Regions from separate parts of the Mus musculus genome. Here all the other regions are linked to region 4. Evidence: chromatin contacts called from public Hi-C and HiChIP or PLAC-seq data. All regions are on one chromosome and are shown on one strand. Each heading gives the region's core, a stretch centred on a gene start, on an enhancer-like site or on the middle of the called end of the contact. The rest is flanking DNA. Distances are from core to core; before and after follow the strand shown.

Region 1 (3,761 bases), core at 334-2,833, 150 kb before region 4:
GTAAAATCTCCCTCTTCCTTTGGGACCTATAAAACGGGATCTCCACTCCACCTGGGAGAGCCAGACCTTTCTCCAGAGCCCCCGCCCCCTCTCTGCATGCTGCAGGGCAATCTGCTTAGTGTCCTCTTGAACCCCAGACTTAGAACCACTCAATTTCTTCTCTTGAGGAGGAACGGAGAGCCAAGAGGATCCTAAGTAGGGGAGACACACTCTTACACCATCTCTGTGGCAAATGTCCTTCCTAGCTTGAAGAAAAAGACCAGTATTGTGACCCTAAGAAAGCCAACACATGAACTAGAGATGGTACATGCTTGTCATGTAGGATGTAGGTAGAAAAAACCCAACTGTTTCCATCTGGTCCACTGGCTCTTGGTATCAAAAAAAAAAAAAAAACATGGCAACTACACAGAGAAAAGGATGCCAGCAACCGCACAGAAAGCTGTGCTTTTTAGAATGCAAGTGTGATGCATGACTACTCATTAACGACCCATCAAAACAAACCGTGAACAGGCCACTAAGTGCCACTTTGCTGGATTAACCCTGGGCTGGGCCCTATGTGCTGAGATTTCAAAGGTCCTTTGAAGTTAGAGCATTAAGAAATCACTTTCCAAGTCAGATCACCACCAATTCTAGATGTTTCCTAATGGCTGAGTGGAAGAAGAGCTGACTAATTCTTTAAATTTTAACCAGGAAGGAAAAGAAAAATAATGTTCTTTATGATGGGCACAATAACCACCATGCATCCCAGGACTGGGGAGGAAGCTCAGTGGAATGCTTGCCTAGCATTCATGAGGTCGTGGGTTCAGTCCCCAGCACTGCATAAACTGGCCACGGTGGTGCACACTTGTAATCCCAGCACTATAGTTTCACATAGGAAGGTCAGAAGTTCAAAGTCATTCTAGCCTATATATCTAGATCATCTCATAAAAACTGATGCTCGTGATAATGCCCAATAACCAATAAGAAAAAAATATGGAAGCAGATGGTACTTGCCAAGGGTGATTTTCCCCCCTTCTGGGGAGTTGATTCCTTTCACATGCTCATAACAGTTCTATTCCTTAATGTAGCCCTACATCTTAATAATCTCAATGTAAGGGTAATTTCTTTAAAATATTAAAGTTCGACTTGCCATTAAAGTGGCCATTATCATCCTTGATGCCATTAATATTACTTTATCGACCTTTCAGTCTAAGGAGTGTGGAGAAATTGGTCTTTGCTTCTTATTAGGATCTCTCAGGTTTGACTCAGGATCTAGGCTGTATAAGACCTGGAGGCTGCAGAGGGGACCAGGGAAGCTGCACTCTGCCCTGGGGCATCAGATTTGATGCCTACTGCAGCCTGGAAGTCGCTGGCTTTCTAGGTTTCAGAAAGAGGCACACATATCCAGTGCCTGGAGGGGCCTTCTTCACAGCATCATCACAGCTCTGAGGAGTTACAAACAAACACACAAGAATAAAGACATCAAAACACGGCACATCATTAAGGAGCATGGAATAGAAACACGGCTATTTTAGGTAGCCATAGCATTTGGTTGTGAACCTCAAGACTCTCCTGTGATCACATCTGCGTATATTTATAAACTTAGCATAGAAGCATGCGTCACAACTGATCTCTTGAAGTAGCAGAGGTTTCTGTGTGGGGGACGACTGTGGAATGTGACTGTGGGATTTAAAAGGGCAGGGGGGTGGGGGAAAGTAACTGTTCCAGCTGAGCGACTCTCCACAATGCGTTTTTGATGCAGTGACTAATTATTGTGATTATTTTCATCAGCAAAGACACCGGTAGAGCTAAACATATTTATTTTCTTTTTTTTTCCTCCTTGAAAAGTATAATATTTCAAGCTTTAGAGAAATTCCATATGTCTCCTCCCTATACTTAGGAAGTGTGCTCTCAGATGTTGTCACAAATGCTGAGCTACCTTGCTTCCCTTGTTCCTTCTGAGACAGTGTTCCTCTCTTCCAGTATCAGCTTGATAGAGCCAAGCCAAGCTTAATGAAAACACCCAGCCTCTGCCTTGCTAATATCCTCAGCTGACCTTCTGGGCTCCCTGTCACATAACTACATAGAGCTGGTTGCCAAATGTTAGAATTTAATCTAATGAGCACTCACAGTATTTTGATAGGGGGGAAAAGTAGTAAGTATAGAAAGTGTAAGTCTTTAAAGTTAGAGTTTTGTTCCCTGTAAAATTATTGGCCATAGTTTTAGAGGTTTATATTAAACATGCTCTCTTTAATGAATACTGAGCAGAAAAGGTACAGAAGAGAGCCAGGGTCCTGTTCCCACAGTTAGGAAGCTGAAAGATGAATGTGTTAGATCAAACAATACTAACTATCAAACAAGAACAAATCTTTAAACTTCTGATTCCCTACACGTCATGCACACGCACACGCATGCACACACACGCACACGTTCTTTGCACAACTGAGAATGATACACCAATTGAATCTGAAGTCAAATGAGCAGAGCTGGAAGCATATTGCTCAAGACGTGGCCTGTAAGGAACAGTCCAGCTTTTAATAGTGAGTCATCCTCACTGCCATGGAAACAGAAACCGACAGAAGCCCAGTGAGTCTGTCCCCTTCTCGTCCCTAAATTCTTATGAAGAATAAATGCCTTAGCCTGTATGCATTCTTGAATTCATATTATTATTGAGCACACTTCCATTTTTTTTAATTCATCACATAATCGTCCTTTATTTGCTCAGACAATTATGTGGTTAATTTGATTTTTCAGTCTTTGAACAAACTTTTTGGTAATTTAAATGCCTAATGAGTGGAAGACATCAGACCACCCTCCCTTCCACATGAGTAAAGTCCATCCAAGAATGATCATGCGTGAAAAATCAAACTATATTTCATTTTCTAGAGCTGACTTAAGTAAATGTAACCACTATACATTCACCTAACAACATTAAAATTCAGAATCCCAGAATTAGGACATCACAACAGTGAAAAAAAAATCAGTAACTGAAGAATACTCATTTTTAAAATTTAGTGTGAGGGGGAGATTTTGTGTGGGTGTGGGGGGCATGCCATGACCCATTGTCTAGAGATTAGAGGACAACTTTGTGGAGTTGGTTTTCTCCTTCCATCTTCTTGTAGGTTCTGGGGATTGAACTTGGGCCAGCTTTGAGCAGCAACTACCTTTAGCCACCAAGCCAATTATCCTTCTTTTGATGTGTGTGTGTGTGTGACAGTAAAAACATATGAAACTAGATGGAAAATTTTAGCTACAAATTTCAGAAAGCTTGTTTTAATGGGGCAGTGAGACCTGCTGATATCTCAGTGGAGACTATAAATGTCAACATATCTCATGCTTTCTTCATTCATAATGGCTTCCCTTCCACTCAGACTATGGCTATTTATTACACAACAAACTAGTATTTAAATGTCTTTGGTCTTACCAAGAGCACTAATGAAGATCTACCATTATGAGTTTTTCTTTCAAGCACTTTTGGAAACAACCCAAAATTAGACTTTTCACCTTTGATTGCAGAGAATGGCTTAACAAAATAGTAATTGTGGAACTTACTCATATTTATTGTATTTTTCTTAAAGATAGCCGGAATAGATTTCATATTTCATCATAGCGTCATAATGCAGCAGAGTGAACTTAGACATAAGCCACTCCTTGCTCCAGCGCAATCACTAAATAACCTTATACATGGGGAATCCTCCGTAAATGACCTTTTCTGATTTAAAGCTTTACTCAGACGACCTGCTACAACTTAAACAGGAAACAGCCAGACTCAGACGACCTGC
Region 2 (3,753 bases), core at 1,083-3,582, 250 kb before region 4:
TAGTGTGTGCTGACCATAGTTCCTGAACTCAGCTTGCATGTATTTAATCTTCTACAAGAGACGTCAATACATGAAAATAAAAAGAAAACATTAGGCAATATAACAAATGATCATCCTGGGCAGTTAAAACATTCTAAGCAACGATAAAATGGAGCACTCTTGGTTTACATTAATGCAGCAGAGGAAGAAATGAAAAAGAAAAGTAGACCACACTAGTAAAATTTAAAGAGGGTGTATGTGTATGGCAGACAGGTAAAAGACCTTGTCCAAGAAGACTATGCAGCCATAACGTGGAGATCTCTAAATATGGATATAGAGAAAGATGGCAGAAAAAGTAGATTAAAAACATGTTAGAGATCATGTATCAGCGTGTACTACATGCTCAGAACTCAAACCTTTAAAATCAATTACAAAAGGTTTTATGCTCAACAAGTAGTATTTGCTGTAGCAGATGACAGGGAAATGTGGAACTTTCTGTATAAAAGAACTGAATTAGCAGGACTATAGAAAGAGAAAGTGAAAAACAAAAGGTTAAAACCAAGGAGCCCCAGGTTTAAGGTGAGAAAAGCCCAGAAAAGGAAGTAGATATGAAAATAAACTTGGATGGGTGGGTAACAAGCTGGTACCGAGAAAGAGAGAAGCACTGGCAAAATGTGATGGCTTTGTCTTCTTTCTTCCTTCCTTCCTTCCTTCCTTCCTTCCTTCCTTCCTTCCTTCAAGAACAAAGATTTAAGAGCCTAATACTACTTTCAAGTATTTGAGACTGAGTGAATGGGAAAACACATTCAGAAGATATTCAAGTACACATTCTATCAGTCTCTGAGTTAGGTGGTGGGAAGCCTCCTGAGTGAGGCTTATAGGAAAGGAGAGACAGGTGACTATTAAAGAGAATAGTGAGATACACGCTCAGGAGGCAAAGTGAAGAGCACAGGGTACATATACGAACCCTCAAAAATCATGACAAGAACCTGATTTTAGCAAGGTTTTTGAATGAAAGACCTAAGATAAGATAAAGTGGAAACATCAAAGCAAGCACCCACAGTCCCTTCCTTAAACTACTTGGTTAATTATGATGGATTCAAATTAAGCTACCAAAAATCAATAAATGTGATCTCCAATTTAATATCTGGCTTATTTTAAAATTCATTCCTAGGATTATTTGAAACTAAAATCTTTGATAAAATAAATTACAAGATAAAACTGTATTCTTAAAAGATTACACATCTACAAAAGGGTATCAGTAAATTTTATAGGTGATGGAAATGTTAATTGTGATACTAATTACATAATTATATGCATTTATCCAAATCAACAGATTGATATAGCTAAAAACCTGTGAATTTTACTGTAAAAGATACCTCAGTAAGTATGCCATTAAAAAAAAAGGATCACAGTCACTTACTACTCAGCTAATGATAACTAGTCACAAGTTATTCAATAGTATTACATTAAAAACAAATCATATGCTAATGCTATTACTATCCATTTATAGTATTCTATTTATAAGCAATCCCCACAAAACATGCAATTTCTTAATAAATATGCAGTTTTACAACTTTTACTTGGATGGAACTCTAAATATTTCCTGTTGAATCTAAGAAAGAAGTCTTCTTGGAAGCCCCGACAAATGACACAGGCAACTGTCATTACTCTTGGTTGTTCAACAAAACTAGATGTTAAGAACCTACTGCCAAAGACCTTTGGTTGTAGGACACAGAAAAATCAATGAACTGACCTGAAAACTTCCTCCCTGATGACTAACTTTCATGGTACCAAAATGTGCTCTGGAGACTGCTGGGAGAGACAAAACATCAAATGGTACTTCTGTGACCAACTGCATCTTACAAAACCAGGTAAGATGTACCCACTGGTGCAATAGTTGCACAAAGGTTATGGGTAGATTTGACATCTCTCCATAGAAAGAAATTTAGACTGACACTACAAATCTGCCCAGAAGCACATGGCTCAGGAGGTTACAGGCCCTAGGAGGAAGACTACTACTGTTGTTTTGTTAAGTGGCGTGTTGTCAAGCTGCACTAGAAACATTTGTGTTTATACCCATAGATTAACCTTGCCCTCAACCTTGGCCAGAGGAGCGTCTCTCTGCAGTGGTTAACAGTTAATACAGAAACTCGTAACTAATCAAAGTGCTGAGAATAAGTGTTCAGACCTAAATGGGACATTTATATCAACAAACCCCCATTCCCAAAGAATCAAGGCACAACAAGGAAGAGGGGCAGATGCTTGTAAGAGCAAGAATGGAGAAGTGCTATGAAGTGCAGTCTTCTGATCGTGACAAGCTATCACACTCATGCTCTTACGGCAGCTATGTTATCTGCACAAGATCAAGTCCATAGGTCAGACAACAGTCCAACAACAGTCCAACAGCAGCACTAACTGAACTCAAGTGGATTTTAAAAACAAAAGAGAGGGCATGAACCCACTGGGGGTTACTCAGGGAAGTAGAAGGAAAAAGTTGGGGGATTACTGAATGAATGGAAAGGGAGAGTTGGGTTGTATATAATCAAGATACATTGTTTACATACATGAACTTGTCAAATAAAAAATAAAAGCCTATTAAGGGGCCAGAGATATGACTCAGTAGTTAAAAGGATTGGCTGCTCTTCCAGAGGTTAGAGTCCCAGCACGTACATGGCACCAAACATACAAGTAATGCACATACATCCATGCAAGCAAAACACACATATGCAGAAAATAAAGCTTTAAGTTTTTGTTTTGCTTTATTTTGTTTTGTTTTGTTTTTTAGTTTACTTTACTTTGTTTTGTTTTGAGATGAGATTTCTGTGTAACCCTGGCTGTCTTGGAACTCACTCTATAGACCAAGTTGGCCTCAAACTTAGACAGCCTCCTGCCTCCTGCCTCCTGCCTCCTGCCTCCTGCCTCCTGCCTCTGCATCCCAAGTGCTGAGATTAAAGGTGTAAGCCATTGTATATTTTTAAAATGTACTGTATTTAAAAAAAAAATGATCAGTTCAGTGTCTAACCTGAAGTCTGAAATCTACATCCTAACATAATTTTAAGAGTATTTAAAATCTAAATCATTTTCTCAAGTCAGCTCTCCTTTCCAATATCCCTTTTCTTTTGCCATCCTCTATATTTCAAGGTTGATTTATAATCCTTCTTCCCCCAAGCTACCTTGTTCTACCTATCCCGAGAAATCACTCTTCTTTAAAGGTTCCATGCTAATTGTTAACTCCTGTATAGACAATCCTACATATTAGTACCTGACTAATTATATCTCTTTTATTGATCACAAACACTTTGCTTAAAAATATTTGCCTAATTTTATTAGAAATAGAATAAAGTGTAAATTTCTATGACTAGTTTTCAAATTTTCCATAATCAAATCTAATCTTGTAATCTAAATAAGTCAAGTGAGCTGATTTTAAAAAGATAAAGAGGGATCTAGATACTGGAAGTAAGGATAAGAAGTTAAAACACTAAAAGCTTTAACGCTTAAACAGAAGTATAAGGACTATTCTGAAGTAAAGGACAAACCAATTGGTACAGGAGAAGAATTATTCTGAGCTTGAAGTATACATAAAGTGGTGGTGGGTCAAAATTCTAGATAAAGGCACAGAAAGCCATAGCCATTAAAAATAATCTAGGAGTAGAATGATAGGAAACAAAGCAACTAATCCATCCCCAGTTACTACTGATGGATACAAGCATCTCGCAATGACCAATCAGTGCACATCTCCACTAAGAGAGGATGCTTAGTGAGTGAGCATAG
Region 3 (3,277 bases), core at 40-2,539, 230 kb after region 4:
CCTTACCCTCTCAAGTGCTGGGATTACTGGTGTGAGCCATCATCACCATGCCCTGACGGGCATGCCTTTACCTACCTTACTCCTAAATTTGCAAACACCTCAGGGTAGTTTTGCAGCTGGTGAAACTGGAGTTGTGTTGGGTTAAGTCACTCTTGCTTATCAATGTCACGTGACCATTTGTGCATAAGCTAAGAAAAATCTTTTTTCCAGTAGTGAGGCCTGAACCCTGTCGCCAGGGCCTCTTAAGCAAATGCTGTCACTGAGCTGTGTACCCTTAGCTCCCTGACCTGAAATCTCCACCCCTTCACGCCTGACATTCATGACTGCTTCCCGGTGACCTTGTGTCCTGGATCCCTGCTTCTTATAGTCCTTCTTTCCCCTAGAGGCAGGCTCAGAAAGCTGTTTTCCTCTTACTCTTGTCTCGGGTCATTTGGCTGAGGAATTGCAGCTGCCTGGGCGGGGCTGGATGGTAGAGGTGTCTGGATCCGCAGAGAGGAAGCGACTGGAGTTCTCAAGAGTCCTGGGTTCACACTGACCCTTCCTGGTGTTCCCTGGCCCATTGCAGTCCTCCTGGGCATTGCCTAGGCTCCCCGTGTTTCTGCTTGCTTACACCCAGTCCTCAGGATGTCCTCTTCCCTTGCTAGAGCCTCAGCCTACGAGCCCGAAGCTCACATCCTGGGGGTTAATTTCTACCAACTCTAATGCCTTCAAATCCCAGGCTGAGCCTTCAGGCCAGGGTACAGCCTGCAGAGCTGACTCATGTGAAGTAGCTATTGGGTGACAAAGGTGAGAGTGGGCAGAAGCCTCCAGCTGCCCCTCCCATCCCTCCCCCCCCCCCCCAATCTGGGCTCCAAGCCACTGTCCCACGCAGCTTTCAGGGGGAAATGTCCTGATCTAAACTAAGACCAGTGCTATTTCCTGGGTCACAAGATCTCCACTGTGCCCCCTGGACAAATCTCGGTGACACCGGGTGCTTGAGCTGCATGGCTGGACAGGCTCCAGGCTTTGATGCAGCTTCTGCTTGAGGCGTTTACCCCAGCAGCTTGGCCAAGCTAAAGCAACCATTCATCCTGACTGTTTCCAAATGGGGGACTTCCTCTGATGGGAAGATCGTCTGATTCTAATGGGGTCTACATCTTGCCTTAAGTGCTGCTCCTAGAAGACACTAGCGCCAGCCCCCTGGGAGTAGAAACTGTCTACTCCCTCCCACCTACACCTCTGGAGAAATCCACGCACCCACCCTCACACCCCAGTACTGCGGTCATTCCTAACACAACACACCCCAGTGACCGCAAACATCCTCCCTCCTACACACAGCTGGACCTGATCTACAGAGGCGTTAATTCCTCAGGACCTGAACAGCGGCTGTTCCAAGTCCAGGGAGACCTCACGCCGACCTTCAAGGAACAAGAGAGGGGCCCGTCGCTGGACACCCAGGATGGTCTCCGCCCACCCTCTTTCCCATCAAAGCCTTTTCTCCGACATAGCTCCGTAGAGACAGTTCAGGCCCTTACGTGGCAGTGTGCGGCGCCCTCGTGTGGCCCATAGCCACCCAGCACGCTGGCCCCCTGGACCTTAGCTTTACCTCGGCTCCCCTGGCACACCTAGGTGTCCCCTCCCCCATCCGCTCCCCCCAGCTGTCCCCACCGGATGTCAGAACTCCACCTATTCCTGTACGGTGGCTTCCTGTCGGTCAGACCAGGTTAACCTGCTCTTTCCATTAATAGGAGGCTTTGAGAGTCTGGAGCAGGAATCCTGCCACGCTTAGCAGATGCCCTGCTGAAGTGAATTTCCTCATGTGTCTGTCTCCCTGCCCACTCTGAAAGGGCTTCGTCTAGGAAGTGAAAGAAAGGAAAACAAAAACAAAATTACAAAACCAGAGTAAGTTCGCAAGAAAACCAGAGTCACCCATCATCAACTGGGCTTTGACAATTTATCCACCGGAGGGAATGCGAGCTGACTTTCAAGCGTTAAGATTTATGGGAGGCTATTGGTACTGGGCACATAGCTAAGGCAAAGATAAGTCAATCATGCTTAGTGGAGCCAAAACCAGGTTGTTTACCAACCTTCACTGATGATAGTGACGATGATGATGATGGCAAAAAGAGAAATAGCTGTAATTCCAAGTAAGCCAGTTTAGCTGTTATGAATAGGAAATCCCCTTTGGGCTAACCTGTACAAGCCCAGTTAACCTATCTTTGTGAGGTTTTTTTGTTTTTTGTTTGTTGGTTTGTTTGTTTTGTCTTTTTGTTTTTTGAGAAAGGGTTTCTCTGTATAGCCCTGGCTGTCCTGGAACTCACTTTGTATACCAGGCTGGCCTTGAACTCAGAAATCCGCCTGCCTCTGCCTCCCGAGTGCTGGGATTAAAGGCATGCGCCACCACGCCCGGCTTCTATGTGAGTTTTTGTTGTTTTTTTGTTTTTGTTTTTGTTTTTGAGATGGTCTCACGATGCAGCAGCCCTGGCCAGCTTGGAACTAACAGAGATCTACCTACCTTTACCTCCAGAGTTCTGGGATTTAAAGAGTGCCACCTTTTGATTGGCTGATTGATTATTTGATGCTGGGAACTGAACTCATATCAGAGTCTTAGTCACTCTTCTGCTGTTGGCATTGAACACCCCCCCCCCCACAGCACCCCCACCCACCCCCCACCCATCCACCCCCCACCCTGCTGCCTCAAGCAAATCTGCTTTTCATTTTGTTTCTACTTCTTCAGACCCCTTTTCTATAAGGCAAACTCCAGGATGTGTTGTTGTGACTCATGAACCACAAATAAAAGGCCTATGATTAAGTTTATTGATTTGTTAACGACTCTCCTCCATTTTAAGGCATAGCCTTATGCGGTTCAACTGGCCTGGGACCCTTGGTCCTCCAACCTCCGTGCAAAGGCTAGGATGACAAGTATCTGACACACTGGCCGGCTTTTGTTATTTTCTTTGCGAATTTGTTTCTGTCTTTATTTTTTGAGGCAGGATTTCTCTGTGGCCTTGGCTGTCCTGAAACTCACTACTATTTAAACCAAACTGGCCCTCTGACACTATGGTTAGCCTCATTTTTAATCATTTACTTAATTTGAGGGGGGGGATTCGAGATAGGGTTTCTCTGTGTATCCCTGGCTGTCCTGGAACTCACTCTGTAGTCCAGGCTGGTCTTAAACTCAGAGGGATTCACCTGCCTCTGCCTCCTGAGTACTGGGATCAAAGGTTTCTACCACTAACAACTGGCTTAATTTAATTTTTTTAAAAATTCCTTTAATTCCAGCCCAGGATATCCCTCA
Region 4 (3,492 bases), core at 732-3,231:
ACCAGGACGGGGGTGGGGTGGGGTGGGGAGAGCATTCTGAAGCCCGTTCTCTCCAGCTCTGTTTTCTCCTCCTCAGTCCTGCACATAGACCCAGTGAGCCGGCTGGTCTTGAGCCATAAGGAAAGGTACCTAAGAGGCTATGAAACAAATGATGAACTCCTCCACAGAACATGACTCCTGGGCAGGCAGCAACTGGAGACCCTGAACAGAGGCAAGGTTTTCAACCTGGCCTGAGCGATGGAACCCTGAGCGATGGAAAACGATGCTTCTGGCTGATAGCACGAAGCTATGGTTTCTTCTCTCCTACCCACCCCTTTCTGTTGCAGGCTGATCACATTTCCTTGGTGATTTCCATGCTTAGTCAGAAGACTTAAGGGATAGCTCTGCATTCCACAGGCTCTTGTCCAGATAACCTACTCTGTACTAATTAGTGTGATCATCCGCAAGGTCCCTTCCTTCCTGTCTGCCTCGAGTTTGTACGGAACAACTGCCATACACTATAGTAACTCCGCTGGACCCCTGGAGAGGCTGAAGATGAAGATGCCAGTGCCTCTGTCAGAAAAACAACACAAAACCCATCTGTTTCTAGTGGTTTCCTCTCTCACTTAGACCATGAGAACGTTGTAACTGAATGGGAGAGAGCCAAGAGTCTGGCAGCTGATCTGAGGGAATCTTACACAATTTTGATGAGACCCCCCCACACCCACCCCAGTGTGAACCAAACCAGTTCTCCAGTACAGGATAACTAGAGAGAGACAGCTGAGACATGGGGAGGGGCCTCAGTGGTCGCCTGCGCGCACACACACATTTGTCTGTGTATCAGCTCCTAAAATTGTAGTTAATACTGTTGTTATCATATTACCACTCAAACAGATATGAAGCAGGCATAAAGGGGCTAAATGACCCATGCAGCACCAGCCAGCAAGTAAAAGGTAGAGTTGGGACTGGAACCGAGTTAGTCAGTCTGCCTCAAGTCCCAAATGCCTGAAGCACGCACATTCAAACAAAAACCAAGGAAAGGGCTGGCCGGATATCCAATGGGGGCAGAATAGGTAAAAGCTACAAGGACACTCCCTGCCCCAGGGCATTCTCAGTGAGGAAAGGCGGCTTTTGATAAGTCAGAATGCCTATCCACCCCATGCTTTAAACGAGCTCTCATACACACCATTCATTCTGTTTCGACCATATTGTCACTTGTCCCCTTATAGACAGGTACTCCAGGGCCGAACCTGGAGAAGTTTCATAGTGTCTGCCAAGCACCGAGACTGGGTCCCCGGGTTTCTGCGTGCCGCTGTTCTTCTCCCTTTAGACATTAACTGCTGTAACTAGTGCTTCGCGGTGGCTCTAGTATCTGGGGTCCTGACCTCTAGAATGCAGTCCTGGGACACACTGCTCTTCCACCCAGCTTCCGTCTGTAAATATTTCTTCATGCTGGAAATGGTTCTGAGCACTCCTCAGTGCCAAGCTCTCGAACCACCAAGTTGAATTCAATGTTTGCCCAAGCCGCTCAGTATTTGCTAGTGGTGACAAGCATGGGAGGGACCTTCTCCGTGGACTGAGGGATGGCCCCAAACCTGCTCCTTTACCCTGGAAGTGGGAGCTGCAAATGAGATCACACAGGACAATCAATTTGTAAAAAAGCATAAGGTGAGAATGGGGTGTGGAGAGAGGGTGAGAAGAGGAGGGGGAAGGGAAACGATTCAAGGAAGAGAGAGGACACGGGCAAGACTGCAGCCTTGGATCAAAATGAAGACCTCTGAGGGCCAAGCTGCGAGCTCATCCTGGGCTAGGAGCCCAGAACAAGACTCCGGCCTCCGAGGACAAAGCCTGGAGCTCTGGCCTCTCCCTCCCAACAGGCCAAGCTGCCCTGGGCTTCATCCTGGCAGCGTTCTAGAACTTTTGAGCCATGCACCGCCCCGTACAGATTTTGAGTTACAGCCTGAGCCATGACAAAGGCCAGGCCTCTCGCCATTGTGCAACCGGAGAAGCCGGATTTCCTGTGAATCCCCTTACGTAAGGGTATCCCTGAGCAATGGTGGCCTGGGTAGCGCCCTCTGCCGCCATTCTCTGTGCTGAAGCGCCACCTGGAGGCCAGTTCTCGTTCAAACCGCTGTGTAGTAGAGCCTCCACAGAAGGAAACAAGAAGATGCCTTGGAACAAAAAGGCGCCTTTTGAAAGAGCCTCAACAGTTTCTTCACCCGCCCTTTATCTATTGCTGATGGGGTATTCAAGAGTTAAATGACAGGCTTCTTAAAGGGACAGGATTAGAGCCACAGTGATCTTGTCACTGCCTTTCTTAAATTCTAATATCTGGATCTGAAGAGCACACGTGAGGGGAAAACTGCAGTTTGCCCTGCATCTCGGATTCCAACCTCTTCATCCCCCTACTGCAAAATTCAGGTTAGACTAACTTGTGTAGAGAGCTTGGCAGTGAGCCGGCCCCTTCTCGGGAGAGCCTGGGATGCTGCAGAGGTTTTTTAATCAGCTGCCTGGCCCTGGGCATGAACACACACCCTGGATTACTCAACAAGTAGCTGGGGGCTGGGGGGGGGGGGGGGGCGGGGACTACAAAAATAATTGTTTAAATTGAGCTCCAAGTTATTTTAGCCTGAAGAAATTCTAAGCTAGATGGACCCAGGAAATAGGGAGTATTCAACATAAAGAAAAGGGGACCAGGCTTCCAAACTGAGAAAGGTTTTGTCTTGTTTTGCCTTTTTTGTTTTTTGGTTTTTTTTTTTGTTTTGTTTTGTTTGTTTTTTGTTTTGGGTAGGGAGGCAAGTAACCAAGCAAGCAAAACAACACAGAGAAAGGGGGGGCTTTCTTTTTCAGAATTTTATACTTATTCTTTTGGTAGGCCAGCAGTTTAGCTTCCTACAAGGACAAAAGACCCTGACATCTCAAGCAAATCCTTATCAGAAAGTGGAAAATGCTAGAGTTATCAGGAATATTCCATATCAAACCATATTACAGCATCATGGTAACAAAAACAGCATGTTACTAGCTCAAAAAGTGGCCCTGGCAATCAAGGGGCTCAAACAGAGGTCCCAGAAGTCACCCCACAAAGCTACAGTTCTCTATCTTTGGACAAAGGTATCAAAAACATACACTGGAGGAAAGAGACCTCTAAACACCTGTGCTGAGAAAACGATTTCCACAAGGAGAGGAAAGACTAAGACCCCCGTCTCCAACCCTGTGCAAAATCAACTCAAAGTGGATCTTAGAGCCAGACCTGAAGCAAAACACTTCAGGACACAGGCATAGAAGAAACTTTCTCAACAGTGCTCCAACTGTACAGCACACATTGCCAACAACCAACAACTAGACGTATAGGAAACTAAGACGTTCCTGTCCAGCAAAGAAAACAAGCACCAGCGCCTAGAGAATGGTAAGAAAATCTTTGCCTGCTACACATCTTTATATATACAGAACTGGGCAAATTAAACACCAGGAAAACAGATCACCCAGCAGAAAACAAGCTAACCGACTGGGCAG

Evidence for each region. HiChIP or PLAC-seq counts read pairs in DNA pulled down with a chosen protein or histone mark. Hi-C and Micro-C count contacts between places; a contact is called where the count stands out from the background.
Region 1: a CTCF HiChIP or PLAC-seq map of the NIH/3T3 cell line shows a contact between it and region 4, with 17 read pairs. The contact joins two enhancer-like sites. A contact is called at or near these places in 1 of 39 promoter capture datasets (liver), 2 of 15 datasets of contacts at CTCF or cohesin (the NIH/3T3 cell line and embryonic stem cells), 30 of 484 Hi-C or Micro-C datasets (the AML12 cell line, the C2C12 cell line, the MC3T3-E1 cell line and 17 more), 9 of 115 datasets of contacts at active chromatin or transcription factors (the NIH/3T3 cell line, VIP interneurons, embryonic fibroblasts and 6 more) and 1 of 9 other capture datasets (embryonic stem cells).
Region 2: a Hi-C map of liver shows a contact between it and region 4, with 2.6 times the contacts expected there. The contact joins two enhancer-like sites. A contact is called at or near these places in 1 of 39 promoter capture datasets (liver), 4 of 15 datasets of contacts at CTCF or cohesin (the NIH/3T3 cell line, large pre-B cells, pro-B cells and 1 more), 2 of 484 Hi-C or Micro-C datasets (the C2C12 cell line and liver), 14 of 115 datasets of contacts at active chromatin or transcription factors (acute myeloid leukemia, cardiomyocytes, differentiating embryonic stem cells and 6 more) and 1 of 9 other capture datasets (embryonic stem cells).
Region 3: a contact with region 4 is called in a FOXA1 HiChIP or PLAC-seq map of pancreatic cancer cells. The contact joins two enhancer-like sites. A contact is called at or near these places in 4 of 15 datasets of contacts at CTCF or cohesin (the NIH/3T3 cell line, embryonic stem cells, large pre-B cells and 1 more), 47 of 484 Hi-C or Micro-C datasets (the 4T1 cell line, the AtT-20 cell line, B cells and 26 more), 11 of 115 datasets of contacts at active chromatin or transcription factors (the NIH/3T3 cell line, cardiomyocytes, embryonic stem cells and 4 more) and 2 of 9 other capture datasets (embryonic stem cells and liver).

The regions. Positions count from the first base shown.
Region 1 is chr3:104,293,553-104,297,313 of GRCm38.p6, forward strand. No RefSeq gene overlaps it. Among named protein-coding and RNA genes, the nearest start is that of Gm5546, 65 kb to the right of the region's middle. Within about 2 kb of position 1,584, at least 75 of the 459 cell types and tissues checked have an H3K27ac peak or open chromatin away from gene starts, as enhancers often do. A contact at or near this core is called in the C2C12 cell line, the NIH/3T3 cell line, cortical neurons and 5 more, where this site is marked.
Region 2 is chr3:104,187,684-104,191,436 of GRCm38.p6, forward strand. All of the region lies in intron 1 of Magi3 (membrane associated guanylate kinase, WW and PDZ domain containing 3), which reads right to left. Among named protein-coding and RNA genes, the nearest start is that of Magi3, 31 kb to the right of the region's middle. Within about 2 kb of position 2,333, at least 8 of the 459 cell types and tissues checked have an H3K27ac peak or open chromatin away from gene starts, as enhancers often do. A contact at or near this core is called in liver, where this site is marked.
Region 3 is chr3:104,674,057-104,677,333 of GRCm38.p6, forward strand. No RefSeq gene overlaps it. Among named protein-coding and RNA genes, the nearest start is that of Gm34548, 4.9 kb to the right of the region's middle. Within about 2 kb of position 1,290, at least 184 of the 459 cell types and tissues checked have an H3K27ac peak or open chromatin away from gene starts, as enhancers often do. A contact at or near this core is called in the 4T1 cell line, the AtT-20 cell line, the Ba/F3 cell line and 15 more, where this site is marked.
Region 4 is chr3:104,440,135-104,443,626 of GRCm38.p6, forward strand. No RefSeq gene overlaps it. Among named protein-coding and RNA genes, the nearest start is that of Gm38412, 33 kb to the left of the region's middle. Within about 2 kb of position 1,982, at least 210 of the 459 cell types and tissues checked have an H3K27ac peak or open chromatin away from gene starts, as enhancers often do. A contact at or near this core is called in the 4T1 cell line, the AtT-20 cell line, the Ba/F3 cell line and 18 more, where this site is marked.